Linked DNA regions of Triticum aestivum: region 2 is linked to region 1. A link is a contact called in public HiCAR-type data. All regions are on one chromosome and are shown on one strand. Each heading gives the region's core, a stretch centred on a gene start, on an enhancer-like site or on the middle of the called end of the contact. The rest is flanking DNA. Distances are from core to core; before and after follow the strand shown. Region 1 holds the start of LOC123182315 (cyclin-dependent kinase 11.1). Region 2 holds the start of LOC123182319 (selT-like protein).

Region 1 (3,615 bases), core at 187-2,686:
ATTTCGCTGACTAATCATGTTGCCTTTACACTTAAGCTTCAGCTACCGCCGTTTTCGAGCGGAGAAGAAAATCAAAAGAGGAAGCGGCTTGTTTAGACAGCGAATTATCAGCTTTATCATTCCAAAGTCCAAACTAATAAAGATTAGAGAACATATTAAAGGCGGGCTGGACCAGTGGAGATGTAATAGGTGCAGGTCTGTCGAGCTCAAAAACAGTGTTCCCCAAACTTTAATCAGTTTGTAGTGATTTGAGCATACATAATCTGCTTAAGGAGTGTAGTAGTAGCCGCATGCCTGGAGGCTGGAGATGGGAGTGTTCAAGTCACCTAATAAAGCCAGACCAAGCTTTGCTCCCCTTTCACTACTAATGAAAAAAAGGAACATAAATGAGGCCAGTATTTACTGGCGTTATCACCAGACCTTGAAGAGAACATGAACTGCTCGCTGGGACGGTCTTCTTATTTATAAATCGCTTTTCCAGCGGTCGTCAATTAAGATCACATCTGTGATGACTCGCTGTAAGCAATCATTAAGCGTACAAACAGCACGAACGCAATCTTTTGCTTTTACGAGGTAGAGCACTAACTTTGAGCACTTTTCTTTTGTTTTTACCCTACTCCCATAGATAGTCGTTCCCCGAACTACCATGACAAGGAGGTCTCCAGTGCGACGTCGTTTTTACTGGATGGTACGCCTAACCAGACGAGATTAAAAAAAGAAGCAGGTTTTTCAGGTGGTGAACAAAACAAGTCGCAGACGCACTGTCAACCAGTCCTCTACTGTAGCCTTTTCCTTTCTTCGATCGCACAAAACCCACACGCCCCACTGCGAGCTAGCCCATAACGCTCATCTACCAAACCAGAGTCCAGAACATCACGCAATTAAGCAGCAGCATCATTCATTGATCCATTCAGTAACCAGCCAGTGCACGATCGCACGGCCGCTCCGGCCCGGCCCGGCGAGGACGCAATTATGCCCTCAGCTGCTCGCTAAAGCCGGAGCAGGTGCGGTTCCAATAGTAGGGCCGCGGGGTTCGGGAAAGGTGCGAAGGGAAGGCCGACCTGCCCTACCACGGCAGGCAGATAGATCTGACGTCGTTGCCGCTGGACGCTGGTAGTAGTACCTGGTAGGAGTGGTAGATCGGCCGATCCGCCGTGTCCGTCACGAGCGCCGCGCGCCGCAGAGGATCCGGATCCCCCAGCGGGGCGGGGAGCGGGGGCGGCGTCCAGCGCAACAGCGACTGACAATAATGACGGCCCCGCTCCCTCCACGTCGGATCGCTCCATCATCCTGCCGCGCGCGCGCACCAGACCACCCACCGCGGGCGCCCCTCGACAGCGGCCCCGGGCCGACGCCGACATCGACACGCTGGCCCGCGGGCCCCGCGCGTCAGCCCCGAGAAGGCGCTGTCGTGTGCGGGCGCGTTGGTTGGATCCCGTGCGGCCTCGCTCCCGCTAGTGCTTTGCTCTCGCTCTCGGTCTCTCTCTCGTCGCAGTTGCGTCGCGTGCCGCGGTACCCGCTCGCCTCGCCCCGCTTCGCTTCAAATGGTGGCCGTGGCGGCGCAGGGTCAGCGGCGGGCGCACGAGTGATTCGCTGGCCATGGCGCGTGGCGCGGAGGAGGCCGTCGGCGTCGTGGGGCTGGGGTTCCCCGCCGACGCCGGCCACGGCCTCGCGCTGCGGCACGGCGTCCTCGCGGGGAGGCGAGGGGACGAATCCGCCGACTCCGACGACCCCCGGCTCCCGCCGCTGCGGCTCGGCGCCTCCTACTCCGCCTCCGGCGGGGCCGGGGCCGCGCTCGCGAGCCCCGCCTCCAGCTCCTCCTCCGACGCCTTCCTCAGCACGACCTCCACGCCTTCAGGTACACTCCCGGTCCATTAGTTTTTCCCCGGTGTGTTGAACCCTCCTGGCCATCGGCGCGCGCGGCCGGCCTCCCGAGAGCGACCGGGGCGTGTGATTGACTCACTGACTGACGCTGTGAATCTCGATCTCTGCGCGTCAACGAGAGACGCATATGCTTCAAGCTCGCGCGTGTGCTTTTGCTCGAATTCTGATCCGAATTTTGTCGCTTCTGTTTTCGTTTGGCTGTTTCGCTTGGAGATCAGGGCTGCTGAATCCGTACGGGGTGTGGTCGCCGCCACGCGCGCCGTCGGAGGCGTCGGAGTTCGGCACGGCGCGCGAGTACGACACCACCGACCTCTTCTTCGGCGAGAACTGGCTCTACGACGACCACCTGTTCCACCGCGAGCCGGAGACCAGTGGCAAGAGCGGCGACGGCGACGAGGAGGACAAGTTCATTGTTGACCCCGACGTCGGCGAGATTGGCGACGACAGCGGCCGACGCCACGACCGCAGCAAGGGCAATGCAGAGGCGTATACGAAACCGCCCTGCAGTTGCTGCCACGGGGAAATGGATCACAAGAATGGTCGGGAGTTTGTGAGGGATTCTTGGTCTGCTGTGTACGGGAGGTATCAGATCATGGACGACCTGACGGAGGTGCTTGATGAGTGCGGTGCGGACGCGCACCAGTTCAGGCGCAATGTGAATGACGATGCCACACTCAAGGGCGGTCCGTTAGTGGATTCCAGGAGTGGAGATGACAAGGAGTTTGATCTCAGTGCGCTGGAGAAGGAGCTTCAGATGCTCAGTCCGTACTTGTCTGAAGACGCAAATGCTGCTAACAGTAAGTGCTTCTGCCCTCTTCCATATTCCTCAGGATCATTTGTCATGCTTCGCTCTAACAAGCTTGGAACGATTCACTCTGTGATTGGATTGTTTTCTGAAGAGATTATATTTTGTACTAGCACCTGACTGTCGCAATTCTAGAACATTGGTATATGCTTGAATTACGAACCCAGAACAAACTTGAATTGTGATGTAATTTTGCTGGTTGATCTGATGTAGTTTTTCTGGTTGATCCAGATTTGCGTACCTTTGTAATTCCAAAATTCGTTGTCCTCACATGAAGTGAATTTATTTATTTTTGCTTGTGTACTAGTTGGTTCCATTCTGACTTTATTTATCTCTTTCAGACCATAGGTTTAACCATGACTTCAGAGTAAAAGATGAACTGGATATTGACCTTATAACAGATGACAAAATTGTCGATGACAAGGAATTTCTAAAGGATAGTTACAGCGTGCACCCTTTTCCTGAGATTAGTATTCCTGAAGATATTTATGGGATGGAGGACTTCGGGCCAGCGGATACAAATGTTCAAAATGCTGCTCATAATATCGATGAAGGTCCGAAAACGGCGATTGATCTTGCAAGCTCTGTTTTTCATCAAGAATATGAGGAATTTGAGCTGAGGATTTTCCACCGGAAGAACAGGTTCACTATCCAATACCTTTTCTATTTATTTCTGCCAAATAATTATTTGGATATACTTGTATGCTCATGTGATAGGATTTCCCTGCAGGACTGGCTTTGAGGAAAACAAAGATTTTCCTATTGTGGTAGATTCAGTTGTTGCCGGAAGATATCGCATCACTGAATATCTCGGTTCCGCTGCATTCAGCAGGGTCGTACAGGCACATGATCTTCGCACAGGAATGGATGTCTGCCTTAAAATAATTAAAAATGACAAGGATTTCTTTGATCAGAGTTTGGATGAG
Region 2 (3,444 bases), core at 547-3,046, 340 kb before region 1:
AAAATATAAACTCACAACAACCATCAAATTGTTGTTTAGGAGTTTTCCCTCTTTTTACTTCTTGACATCAAAGACATACGCTTATCTCCTCACCAGTAACCTACATATCGGTCTGCTCAAACCACATCCGGAATATAGTTAACTATTCCACCACTACCTATGTACTAAAGAAGCAAGATTGGGAGGCATCCTTACAACACAGTGTTGAGGTCCTCATGGCTTTCATTGTCAAAGAGTGAAAAAGAGCTCACAAGTACTCCATACGTCAATTTATATTCCTAAGGCCTTGATTGGATTGTCGTGTTTCCTCTAATACACCTGTAAAATAAATACTGGTCTCGGCTCGTCGTTTCGTTTCCAGCCGAAATTTACTACGCGGCCGGTAAGATACAAGTGTAAAGTAAACACCCCTGTATTTACTTACAACCATTCCAAGCGTGCCCTAAATCAGCCCTTATATAGGAGCACTTGCTTGATCCCTGAGTAATGACCAAAGGATACTAATTCGACCTCTAATTCTAATCCAATCTCTTTCATATATTTAAATAATATACCATATTTATTCCAATAGGAGCTCTTACTTGATCCATGTACATATTTCATAACAGTGTCTGACTTTTAGTGTTTAACAAAGCATTAACACTGTCACCAGCACACTAACATTTTCATAAACAATAACTGCTCCAGTTCCACACTACTAGTTTAACGCAACTGTATTAAGCGTTCGGCATTAGCAAATGCTATCTAAGGGCATGTTCAATGCCTAGGCGCTTGCACGGGCGCTTAAGGAAATACAAGAAAAGAAAAATCATGTAGCAGCGGTGTTAGCGTCCAGTCCTCCAACGGCAATGACAAGGTACAGCTGCTTAACAGGACGCACTCTGTGTCATACCTCGAAAGAAAAAACGGGCTAGCGCCCGGGGCCAGAAGTTGCGTCGATGCTAGCCTGAATCCTGGGCTTAGCCGGGAATAGGAAAAAACGGCCGGGATATTAGGCTTAACTACTGGGGATTTGATCCTAGCGCCCAGTCTAAGCGTCCCCGTTGTAGTTGCCCTAAGAACCACCAGTGACACTGGCTTTACTGGAGTACCAAATAATCCACCTCCTAAATCATTTTGGACGATAATTGGTCCGTGTATTGGCCTCTGGTCAAGTAAGGCAGGCACACAGCAATTCCAAAAACTCAGTATCCGCTACACTACGCATAAGTCCACTCGATCCGCACAGGCAAACTAACAGCAGCAGCTTAGCAAGCAAGCAACCAACAGTCCGCGGAGACTCACTTGTACGAGCAGGAGGCGCAGAACTGCAGCTCCACGGTCGTGCCGAATCCAGCTCCTCCTTCCAGATTGGGCTGCTGCGGTTTCACCAAAACAACACGTCAGCTCTGCAGCCCAGATCGGAGCGACAGAATTCCGGGCTAGGGTCTTACGATACGACAAGGGGGAAAAGGAATCTCGGGCTAGGGTTTACGACCGACCTGTATGGCGGCGGCGGCGGGGTCCGGGTGGTGGTGGTGGTGCGGCGGGTGGGGGTGGTGGTGCGGCGGGTGCGGCTGGTGGGGATGGTGGGGCGGATGAGCGTGGGGGTGGTGCGGGGGGTGGCCATGGGGGTGGCGGAGGTGGGGAGGCGGCGGCGCGAAGATGTGGGAGAGGTCGGAGATGAAGAGGATCGCGGGGAGGCCGACGAGGAGGAGCTGCACGCGGTCCATGGCCATCGCCGCCTTCCGGTCGCCCGCTCTCCTCCCTTCTTTTTTCCTGGGACGCGGAACGGAAAGAGGCGGAGCCGGTTCTGAAGGCGACGAGGCACCTTCCTTCGTCAAGCCGCCTGCCAGGTGGGCTCCGGTGGTGTCAGTGGGGTTCCAACGTCGTGCGGCGAAAGGCCGGGAATCTTTTGGTGGTGGAGGCTGTGGGCTTGGGCTCGGATGGAAATGTCTGCTTCCAACTTACAGCGCACGACGGCGGTGGTGTGTGTGTGTGTGTGACTGGATGCCGTCGGCCTTCTGGATTTAGACGGCCCACGACGGCCCAACTACGTTTTTTTTTTACTCACTCAAAACGTGCTGCAATGGGACTGACTGTCAACTCTGGAACACTCGACGGCTACTTGAGTTAGCTGCAGTTCGCTCTCACCAACAACAAAAATAATCATGGAGTAGTTCTGTGGTCAGAAAGAGAGATGAGCTACCGGCAGCCTTGCGGCGTAAGGGAAACGTCCCATGATGACCAGGCAGACAACTGAGCTTTCTTCGGGTCAATGTCAATCAAAGTTTGGTCCAAATCAGTTTGGTAAGCGACCTTTGGAATCTTGGGTTGGAAGCTCACCACCAGGTCTTACCGGCAAGACAAAACAAGTGTTCCACTCAAGACTCCAAGCTGGTGTGGCGTATCTACCATGCCCGCTCCCAACCCACCACCGCTCCACCGGCCCATACCGGCGGCGCTCGCTCCGGCGTCGTCGGCCACACCTCACTCCCTTCCCGCTGCCCTCCTAGCCGGCCTCCACCGCCCGTCCCAGCAGCTCCTTTGGGAGTTCCCTGCTTCGCAGGCCTCGTCCCCGGTGCTCCCAGGTGTGCCCGATCCAGATCTGGACTTCGACACGCCTCCGCCTCCTCCCCCGGGTCGACCGCGTCTCCCTGCTGATGAGGTGCAGGTGGTGCTGGAGACCCCTCCCGGCCTGCTCGCCAACGCTGCTTCCCCGCCGACCGGCTTCAATGCGGCTGGGGCTGCCCGTACCGCCATCTCGTCGGGCGCCAGGGATTTTAATGAAGGTTCTGCCGCGGGATGGCTCGCTTGCTTTCGGCCTGCGCCAGTGCAGGATGCCGCTGAGCAATCAAGGCCGCGCGGCGCGGCGGCCGCGGGGCTCGAGGTTGAGAAGACCGCGCCATGGGTTGAGGTCAAATCACGGCGGCCACGCTCGCCGGCCAAGCCAGCTGGGGCATTCACTGCGCGCGCTCCTCCACCTGCGTGGATAAAGGGGCTCTGCTTCCACTGCCTTGGCCACCGACACCGGGCCGTCGACTGCCGAAACCCCGTCACCTGCAGGCGCTGCTTTCGCTCGGGCCACTGGGCGCGCGACTGCTTCCACGCCCCGCGCCCTCATCTGCGTCCCGGCGCGCCTAGGCAGTGCACGTCGCCACCCCCTCCGCCGCCTCGGATCCTGCAGAAGGCCCAGTCCCCGTCCCCGCCGGCTGCGATGGCCTCCGCTGCTGCGACCTCGGCCTGGGCTGGCGACCACTCCGTCCACCCGGAGGTGTCCGCCACCATCCACAACACCCCCGCCATGCAGCTGGAGATGGCCCTCCTGGAGTCCAACGCCGTCGTCGCCTGGTTCGACCGGGACCGCCAAGTCTCCACCAACGAGATGGCCGCGTTCCTCGCTGACAGGCTCGGGGCACTGCAACCTGACGTGGTCGTCGTCCTCCACCACCCTGAGAAGTATCT

What was found. HiCAR-type assays count read pairs that join an accessible place to other places.
Region 2: a contact with region 1 is called in a HiCAR-type map of leaf, with 8 times the contacts expected there. The contact joins the promoter of LOC123182319 here to the promoter of LOC123182315 in region 1. A contact is called at or near these places in 1 of 5 Hi-C or Micro-C datasets (leaf) and 1 of 1 datasets of contacts at active chromatin or transcription factors (leaf).

What each region holds. Positions count from the first base shown.
Region 1 is chr1D:390,829,495-390,833,109 of IWGSC CS RefSeq v2.1, reverse strand. LOC123182315 (cyclin-dependent kinase 11.1) reads left to right here and starts at 1,436. Exons shown (of 8, transcript XM_044594839.1): 1 at 1,436-1,858; 2 at 2,103-2,681; 3 at 3,031-3,331; 4 at 3,420-3,615. The coding sequence starts at 1,600.
Region 2 is chr1D:391,173,763-391,177,206 of IWGSC CS RefSeq v2.1, reverse strand. It overlaps LOC123182319 (selT-like protein), which reads right to left and starts at 1,796. Exons shown (of 4, transcript XM_044594844.1): 1 at 1,482-1,796; 2 at 1,285-1,358. The coding sequence starts at 1,718.